Regions from separate parts of the Rattus norvegicus genome. Here region 1 is linked to region 2. A link is a contact called in public Hi-C data. All regions are on one chromosome and are shown on one strand. The core of a region is the stretch at or near the end of the contact, and the rest is flanking DNA. Distances in the headings are between cores, read along the strand shown.

Region 1 (5,088 bases), core at 2,130-4,629, 330 kb before region 2:
TGGGGGATTTCACTATTGTCACCGATCTCTTCTGTCACACATGAGAAAACTTTTATATCATGGTGTATCAGTTTATCACTAGAGAAAATGCAATTCTAATCATTCTTTGCTGGGTCAACATCATTTTTAACAGTCAAATTCATCATAGTAGTATAATTAAGAAAATAACTTCAAATTTTTTTCAAAAAACTTTCTTCAAATCTGTTATGTTTTAGATACTTAGTAACTTGCTCTGTTTCTCCTTGTTCTTCAAACAGGCTAGAAAATGAGAAATCCATACAAGTCACAGTTTGTAAAAATCTCATTGGATATCTTGAAATAATTAGTATTGTGTAAACTTTCACTTTGTCCATCAATTACTAATAATATTTTACTAATGTATTTAATTACTAGTACTATTTTTATTTTGAATTTGATAATGAAAAAATTGCTAGCCATTCTAAAATTTCAATTTTTCATATTTTTCCATGGCCAATAAAATATATCTGGTATTAGTTCCTAAATAAGCAAATCATAGCTTCAGTTTATAAATCTTCCTTTCTTTTGTGTTTTGATTTTACAAATGTTTTTATTGTGTCAGAATTAGAGTTTATATTTTAAACAATTAAGAGTGCTTCAAATATGGGCCATGAAAATTGTAGTGTTAGTGAAACTAAATGAAATGGTATGTTCTCTCAAATTCCTTGTTAGAATTTTGAATTGCTAATTTTCCCTTTTCTTTGTCCATCAGTTACCTCCTGAAAATGAGGACTGTTAAGTCTGTGCAACTGAACATGAGGCAGGTTCATAAAGACAGGGCTCCCTGGGTCATCTGCTTTTGGTGGCAGTGCTGCAGTCCAGGAAATGCTGGCAATGGCATGTCCTCCCCCTGGAAGAGAGGTACTGCAGCAGAGCTGCACACTGCTCTGTGACCTCCTCTCTCCTCAGTCCCTCTACTCACTGTGGGCACGATGAGGGAGCCAGCTACTCACTCCGTGTGGACAGTAAACATTCCCGCAGTCCTCACACCGCACAGCTCCTTCACAGTGGCTACGATCCCAAGGCCACGGTAATATCTAACTCTTTCCTAGTCCTCTCATTTACTGTCAGAATTGCTAAGATAAAACATATTTGCTTATTAAAAATGCAATCATTATGTGTTAGGATAAAGACAAAAGTAAGTGGAGCAGTAATTCTCATCCCTCAGGGGAAGACATTTCTACCTTAGTGCAATGCCTTCAGCAGGACGCTGCTCAGGTCTTCTAGGTGAATAGCATGCATGCATGCTGCACACATGTGTTTGTACATGCTGCAACATGTGTTTGTACCATTTTGTAGCTTACTTTGCCTAATTCTTGTGCCTATTGTCCACCAGTTCATAAATACAGATTTTTGGTTAACTGGATGGCCCAGTCTATTGTGTACTGTATTGTGCTGCCATGATTTGCTGTTTTGTGAACATTGACACTGTTTGTAAGTTCTTGCTAAGTAAACAGTGCCATGCATTCATCTTTTCTAAGTTATTTCCCTAGTGTCCTTGACACAGCTGGCACCAAAGGCTACTCTGTTTCGGGCTTGTGTGTGGTGTCACATTTCACTGGCAGTGCTGGACAGTCTTTTTTTGTGTGTAATGGAGAGAGGTGGCATTAAAATAAATGTGTATGTATGTGGTAGAGTGTGAAAACACTGAACTTCAAAAGCATCTTTAATTGTTTCTGCTTCAGGTGAGTTCATATGAATCCCCCATCCTCTAAAGCAGGACTTTAATGAGCATTTTTACCATGTGTTCTATGTCTGTACAGTAGAAAGATAAACTTTACTTCATACTGTATGTCTTTATGTTTACTGATATAATTTCTCCACATACTTTATTGAGCTCTGGGTATGCCAGGCAAAGCTGAGTACTTTAAGTTTGTGATAAGTCATGAAGTACAAAGAAGCAACAACTGTGACAGCTGTGCTCTGTCACCAAGCTGGCCACCAGTCACTCAGTGGGAAGAAAAGGTTAAAAGTCTTTTTCTTTTTTCTAAATGTTTTTAACTTTCCCATGGTGTCAGAATTATAAAGTATCTGAGGCCTTACAGAATTTAAAAAGTATATATTTGGAACTGTTAGAATAATACCAGCCTTCTTTTAAAAATTAACATGAGGCTGTTTTGATGCTTCATGGTTGATTGTTAGTGAGGGATAGGCCTATCTTCCCCCATTTGTGTTGTGTGAGTCTTTGCCCTGTGTCTCCTGTCAGAGTCAAATGCAGGCTCCAGGACAGGCATTTGTGGGAATGCTTCCTATGTGCTTTTCAGGTTATCACAGAGTTATGATGAGCCCTTGGGGATCCCCTCCCCTGTGGAGTTAATGACAACCAGTGTCTGCTGATCCTAGGGTTACAATGGCTGCAAGAGTGTCCTAGAGTGTTACCCTCTGCTCCTGGATCTGCCTCTGTCAGGCTGGTACTGAAACCCTGGACACCTTCAGCTCCCATGGGAGTTCTATGCAATAAAAGAACTGCAAGGCTTAACTCAAGTTTGTGTTAAAGATGCAACATGTCCGGGCATGGTAGTGAACCTCTGTAATACTGGCCGCCCTCCACAGAGGTTCTTAGGCCTTGGCTCACAGAGTGAAGCTGTCTCAGAAAATCAAACAAACAAAAATGCACGATTTTCTTTTCTTGTAAAAATTAGCATTACTGAAGCTGATATTCTGAATTGCTTTCTGTGTTTTACTTTGTTTTGTTAGCTCATGAGATTTTATTAGAACAATTTTAAAAGCATGCTTGAAAGAGTGGTTCAGTTTTACAGGGACTGTATGAAGGTCTAATTTGACTTGAAAAAGAATGTTCTGTATTCTTACTATTGTTTTTTACTTTTATATGTCTTAACAATTAGGGAAGCTGTGTTGTGTTGTCTTGGATTCGTGTGTCTGCCATGAATGACAGGGATCATACGGTTTTTATCAATGTTAATTCTTACTGGGCACAGTTTCACAAAGGTCAGGAATAATGGAGAGAGAAGTTTTCCTGAGAATGCTTTATCATGTGCCTGGAAAAACAGTTCAGCAAGCTTGATTGTCTTTGGCTGCAGAGGGAAAAAGAAAGGGTGCATATCAAAAGCTCAGGAAGATGCCAAGAAAACAGAGTAAGGGTCACATGTGCTACCTCACAGTCCACAGGCCGAGTACTTTTAGTCACTGCAGTCACTGTAATGAGATGAGGTCCAGAAATCATTTCACTTCGTATTGAACATATTTTACTATCCAAAAGAAAAAAGTCTGTAGGACGGAGAATGTTTCTTTGCCTCCCTGAATTCTTTGTGGGTCACACATTTGCATGCCAGTCTAGCAGTGTTCTGAGTAGACAGAGACATCCAATGAGGGATGGAGAAACCCAAGGAACAACAAAGAACAAGTGTAGGGCTCAGAGTGCAGAGCGTATATGATTCCTGAATGCAGCCCCCAGTGTGCAAAGGAACAAACCTGCACTAAAACAAACAAAAGCCGCTCTCGCTATTTCAGAGTTGGCCACTGTGCTTTAGAGCTGACTGTCCAGTCACAGTTTCTGTGGGCATGCTGTATGACAAATGTATAGCGTCGCTGTGGAAGAGCATATTAATTACCCTAATTAACATGTGACTTTAGAAGTTCTAGATTAATCAGCATGTGACTCTTGTTTATTTGTATTCTTAAGGGAATTTTTCTATACCAGATGCAAATACCAGGGTAAAAATATGGCTTGGCTTGTACATAGGGAGAATATTCATGGCATTGTACTGTACATCTAAGAAAACAGAAAGTAATTAAAATGTTGATTACTGCAGTAAATCTCGGAAATGTCCTATTATTTGTGTTTCAAATGTGCTCACATTTCTGAGAAGTTAGCATTTGCACACCGACCAACCATGATTATCCGATGCCCTCCGGAAGGTTAGCTGGGTTGTTTCCTATATTACTTAGGAAAAAATTTCTTTTCACAATTGAAAATGTCAGCATCAATTGAAAGTAACACTAAGCATGTGCTTGCCTTCTGAATATTATCCTCCTCCACCTCCCTCCACCCACCCTGCCGAGGATCTGGCTGTGACAGTTTGATTAGATCATCAATCCTCACTGTTAACAGCACTTTTCCTGAACACCTGGGCTGCCGGGTCACATCTGAATTCTGCTACCGTTGTCTCGGTGACCCGGCATTCATCCACCGCTGCAATTTACATTATGTGCACAAATTAAAAGTTACCTTACAACAACAGTTTACTTTTAAAAATGACCTCTTTCTCCTGATGTTAGGTTCTGTTATGTTATAGGAAGTGCATTTCGTATGATGAAAGACCTTTCTGGAACACAGTCACCCATCATGATGAAGGTGGTCCTTTTCTTCTTTTAACTTAAGCTTTACATCAGAATTACTGAAATGAAAATAATCTTTCTTTCATCTTCTTGTGTCATTTAAAAATCTTTGATTACATTTTACCAGATTTAAACCTAAATAAATAATTTAAAACTTTGTGTATTTCTGAAAATTTTTCTGCTCCTAAGTTTCTTGTTTGATCTGTCACACTGGTTGATTTATACTCCTCTCTGTACAGTGAAGTGATAAAAACCTCCTTTCTAAAGTTTCCATACAAACAGTTACTAGTGACAACAGAGTGTCCTTTTCAGTCTAGCTCTGTTACCTTCCTGATGGCCACAGTTTATTCTGCTTTCTCTCCAGCCGCTGATTTTCATAAGCAAGGGAGGGGACATTTAAGACTATTCTTTAATTGTGGAATTTTTGGAATATAGATATGTCTCCTCTTGTTTTTGTGTGTTGCTTGGATGTCTGTTCCTGGACAGTCGAGCACACCAGTTTGCTTGTAGCATTTGTCTCATCTTAATTAAAATATTTTGGATCCGACTTCTTACGTTCAAGTAGGGGTTCTTGCTGGTATGGATGGGGTGGAGGTGACTTTGTTTCTGTTCCATCTGCTGGGATTTCCTCTGGTGACTGTAATTGTCCTCAGCCTTTCTCTCTCCCATGCTTTCTTGTTTGCTGGAAGACTGATCATTGTTCACATCACGAAGACTTTCCTGCTTCTAACAATTTTTCCCATCTTCCATTGAGGTAAATCTTTTTAATCA
Region 2 (5,045 bases), core at 2,369-4,868:
AAACAAAACAGGAAATATGCTGATGCACTTGGAGACCCTGCCTGTACCCACTTCCTCCATACATGAAAATGTGTGCCAGCAATGACCACAGGACCCCGGCAAGTCGAGAGAAGTATGCACTGTGAAAACTAAAGTCAGGGCACTCCACGAAAAACAAGTGGGACCACAGCAGGCATTTCCCAAATATGTGCCCTTCTAAAGCTGCTTGGTTATTCATACCAGAAAGAGGTGAGCTTCATTTATTGTAGAACAGGGTGACAGGGTGAAGTTTTCATTTGAACAAACACCAAACAGAAAACTTAGACTATAGAAGAGCCTTGAAAACTGGGAGACAAAACAAAGTCATCTAAGCTGCACTTTCCTTGAAAAAAAAAAAAACAAAAGAAAAATATAGAAGACAGAAGACAAGAAGGAGGGGGAGGAAGAAGAAAGAAAGAAGAAGAAAGAAGAAAGAAGAAAGAAGAAAGAAGAAGAAGAAGAAGAAGAAGAAGAAGTTGTAGTAGTTGGGGTGTGTGGGGGGAATATCTCGGCTTGGAGAGTGAGCAGAAATATTTTACCCTCCCGTGAGCACCAAACCGTTTATCACAACGCCCCCCCCCGCCATTTCTACAAACTCTTTGCATTATCTTACACTTGAACAGAAAATCGTTAGGAATATTTGGAAACGAAAAATAATCTGTCACTCTCACGAAAAAGCCAAAAATAGCACACCAAGCAGACTTGACCATCGGAGTCTGTCTCCTCTTCCGAGGGCTGGGTGGAGGTGGGGGTGGCGTGGGGTGGGGGCATGGGACAGTAAGGTAGTGACTGATAAAGGAACATCAATTACTGATTCAAGAGGAGTTCTGTGCAACCTCCACACGTTTCCCCCTCCATTGTAAACTTTACTGCCCCGAATCCATGTCTAGCTTGCATGCGCTGCCCTTCTTGTGAATGAAGGAATGTATTTTGCTAACAGGAACGAGGTGTGGATATAGTTCACTGAAAGAAAGTCAGAGCACTGGGCACAAAAGCTCCAAACATCCTTCAAAACAAATTCATTTGGGCTCACTCGCTAATTCTAGGGAAGATTTTGTTATGCTAAAAACGGGGAACCTCTGAATAAAATTTTAATGCAATTAGCACTACTTAGGAGGATGTGGGCCCTGTATTCAAATGAACTAACTTGCGGGTTAATTATTAAACCCTGCTCCTTAAAATAAAAAACCAAAACAAAACAGGGAAGGACACTGACAGTGCTCATAAGAAAAAAGGATCTGCCTACAGCTGAATGACTCCATAACTGAACAGTAACGGGAGGGGCAAAGATTCTGCCTGCATTTTCCCCTGCTGTGGATTCAAGGTAGAAGTTGGAGGTCAAGTTGTTCATATAAAGCACTTGGGCCAAAGGGGCTCCAGACAGACATGGAAGCAAAATAGAGACGTGTATTTTTAAAACAGTCTGAACAGCTATTTCCTCCAAAATGGCAGGTCTACTCTCCGACAATCTGATTTCAGGGATCCAAGAAACATTCAATTCCAGAACAACCTCGATGACCTGGGGGATCCAAGGGTGCTGCTGTGAGACTTTTGGAGAAGGGGAAAGGGAGCTTGCTAAACCCAAGAAGCTTTGGGGGGGGGGGATCTCCAAGAGTTAAATAAACTCAAGGGTGAGAGGCCCCCAGACCAGCAAAGCGAGCAGCCTTGGCAGGCAGGCGGTCGGGCGGCGGGAGTCCCACCTCCATGTTACTAGCACTCTTCTCCCACTTCACACCTTCTCTCAGCCTGTCCCCTGGTGGCACCCCCTTCCACATTTCACACCTGTTTCAACAAGGGATTTTATGTAAGCAGTTTGTGTGCGTTTATTAGTGTTTACAGTCAACACTATATAAATCACAACAATAAAAGAAAGCGAAAGCCGGGCATGGAGCTTTAAAAAACAAAATCTCCGATGAAGTTTGCTCAGAAAGCTTTTCAGTCTATTCTCACCTCCACTTCTCACAAACCACTAGTGTGTTCTGGATGTTCTATGTGAGCACAGTCCAAGCCCTTTTTAGGTCGGCAGGGTTCAAATTTTTATTCTCCACAGCCTCAGCATTTCGTCACACAATGAAGCAATCCTCTGCTCCATGCGCGGCCGGCCAAAGCGTGTTAAGGACACACACGCGCCACCCTTTAAGAAAGTCTCCACCCACGCACTCCACTCAATCCCACCCACTGCTCACTCAAACGCTAAGGTTCCAACAGGTTCCCAAAAGTTTCACAATCAGGATTCTTCATTCCTATAGTCTTGTTAGGAAGGATGGTAGGAATCTTTAAACTGGACTGTCTGGACCAATCTTCGCACCCAGCTACTTGAGTAGAAAAGTTTCCTCATTTAGCCCTTCCAGGGGACCTAGGATACTTTCTGGTACAGAGTTTACCGCTTGGATACAACCAGAACTAACTCTCCTCTTCCGTAATTTCATCCAACTTCCAATGCGCCATGCTGGGACCTTCGAATGGAACCCAGAAAGTGAAATGGCACAGAGGAGAAGACCCTGACAGTCCAGCATTGAGAGGACGCTCCGAGCAGACCTCAGTGTGGTATGGCCTGGACCGAGCACAGCGAAGCCCCACACTTCCTCCGCTTCACCCCTTAATAAAGATTAGCGATGTGGAAAACCATTAAGGTGGATAGCCTGGGTTAAACAGTCAGTCTGGCAACAACCAGTGTGCCATCCGAGTGTCTGCAACGCATTCAGGCAAATGCAGCCATGCCCCCGCCCAACCTTGGCTCAATTGCCGGGTGCACGCCCCCGCTTTGCACTCAGGGGACAGAGCACAGTCAGATGGCACTGACAACACGCAGACTAGGTGCACACCAACACACCCAAGGACAAGCTCCACCAATACGAGGAGGGGACAGGAAAAAGCAAACCAAACATGGGCCCCCTTCCTCCAAAGCACGTTTACCTAAACGTCGCAATGTGTGTCCAGGCTGTTGCTGTTCCACTAAAAATTATGGCAACGCAGGAACCGTGGGTGCGCGCGGGTGGGCCGGGTGGGGAGCCTCCCTTTCTGGGTCCCGTCGTTTTTATTTAGGGAGCGGGAGGGGGAGGAGGAACGGCTGGGGGAGGGGAGAATCCCAAATTAAAATAACCCCCAGATAAGAGGACGTTTGGTGGCATCGGGTATTCACACCAGCAAGTCACATTACATTCGCCTTCGCCAGATGGCGGCGGGTTCAATTTCCTGGGATCTCGCAAAGTCAGGCTGTGCGCCCGAGCGCGCGCCGCAGTGTGGGCAGGCAGGCGACCCGGGACAGCCGGGAGCCCAGCTGCGCGGGCCGGGGACCGGGACGGGGTCGCGCGCCGGGCTCACCGGTTCCGGACGAGGAGGTCTCCGTCCCCGGGGAGCGGCACTGGGCAGTCCCGGCGCAGGGTGACGGCCTCGTGGAAGTTAGGGCTCAGCCGGGTTACCACCAGCTTCTGCATAGTTCGGGGGATGGCGGAGCCCTGGAAGTCCAGGAAGTGACGGGCGTACGACATGTCCACGATGGCTCGGGCCCCGGCGGTCGCCAGCCTCAGCATTGCCCACGATCGGCTCCGCCCGCTCCTGCGCCTACGCTGGGCCGGGTCGCGCCCAGTCCCGGCCGCTTGGCTCCGCTCGGCTCCGCGCGGGCGGGCCCGCCCCTCCTCCGGCCCGCGCCCTCCCCTAGGCTCCCGCCCTCCCCTCGCCTCCTGGCTCCCGCCCCCGCCCTCCGGCCCGGCCGTGCGCCGCAGCCCCCGCGGAACCCGGGCGCCACCCTAGGATCCCTGCCCGGCCCCGCGGCCGCCGCAGCCGCAGCCGCTGCTCCTTTAATCTTTTTGTTTTGGTTTGAATCCGCTCGGCTCACACTGGCCTAGGATCTCCTCCGCCCTCCCCTTTCCTCCGGGCGCGGGAGAGGCCCCGGATATCCCCCACCCTCCGCACGCTCTGCGATGGGATTTGATTCCTCCACCGGGGGCGGGGGGCGCCAAGCTAAAGGGCCAGCGCCCTGGCGATCGCCGCCGCCGTAGCCCAAGCGTCCCTGAGCGACAAGGCGGCCGGCGGCCGGCGCAGGCGCCTCCCCTTCCCGTGCGAAGCATTCACTTCCTTGCAAGGTGGTACGAATCAACCCCGAGCGCGGCCGGGGCGGCGGGGCACGGCCGGGGCCCGGGCCTGGGCCGGGCGGGGAGCCGGGGCGCTGGTGCACGCGCACGAGCGCCTTCCTGCGGGCCGAGGGCGCTCAGTGCACGGTGCACCCTGGGCCTAGGCCTCCCGTGCTCCGAGCGCGCCGCTCGCTGTGCTCTCGGTCTGTCCCGTGCAAGTTGCACGAACTAAGCCATTTTATTTATCTTGGCCTAGATTTCGTGTTTTTCCATGGATGTTTTAAGTAGCTCCACAAGACTGTTACAGCTTTCCCATTGGGAGAGAACACACATACAGAGCTAGATGGCCGAATTCCCAGAGCGTAGAAGCATTTTAAAGTTCTAGGTGGGGCCCGCTGAGGGGCTCAGCGGAATTGGAGACTTTGTGATGATCTTTGAAGACTTCGTTTTCTCACGCATCTAGAAAGATCTTTCTATCGTGCCATTTTTTAGCTAATTGTGCCCACTGACCAGATTATTCACCCTTTTAAATAAGGTCAACATTAAATATTTCCGGACATTTTTGTGATGAGCTAAGTCCATCTTTATATTTTAGATGTTCATTTTAATTTAAAAATATCTTCCATTTTCCACTTAACCTCTGAGTTGCAGAAATACAAAAGCCACACCGTCCCTCACCAATCAAGTCTACCCCCCCCCAGACTAAGGGTGCATAAGTGAAACAGGTATTTTTTTCCCTCAAATGTAGGACGTGTTTCACCCAAGAGTGTTTCAGATCCACGTGGGCGCGTGTGTATGCATGTACACGCGGGGGAGGGGAGCTAACAGGTTTAAGAATCTGCAGGAACTGATGTCTGCCTGACTAGACTTAGGACTCATGGGTTCCGCCCGAGATCAGCCAGTGCATTACAACACAGCCCCCTGAATGTCTTCCTGCAACGTGCAATCTTTTAT

What was found. A called contact is a pair of places that touch in the nucleus more often than the background predicts.
Region 1: a contact with region 2 is called in a Hi-C map of Schwann cells, with 4 times the contacts expected there. The contact joins the enhancer-like site here to the promoter of Ptgr3 in region 2. A contact is called at or near these places in 1 of 12 Hi-C or Micro-C datasets (Schwann cells) and 1 of 1 datasets of contacts at active chromatin or transcription factors (oligodendrocytes).

What each region holds. Positions count from the first base shown.
Region 1 is chr18:80,057,157-80,062,244 of GRCr8, reverse strand. The region is part of intron 4 of Zfp407 (zinc finger protein 407); the gene reads left to right. Among named protein-coding and RNA genes, the nearest start is that of Zfp407, 190 kb to the left of the region's middle. Within about 2 kb of position 3,379, at least 4 of the 93 cell types and tissues checked have an H3K27ac peak or open chromatin away from gene starts, as enhancers often do. A contact at or near this core is called in Schwann cells, where this site is marked.
Region 2 is chr18:79,727,855-79,732,899 of GRCr8, reverse strand. Ptgr3 (prostaglandin reductase 3) reads right to left here and starts at 3,618. Exons shown (of 2, transcript NM_001106129.1): 1 at 3,343-3,618. The coding sequence starts at 3,551.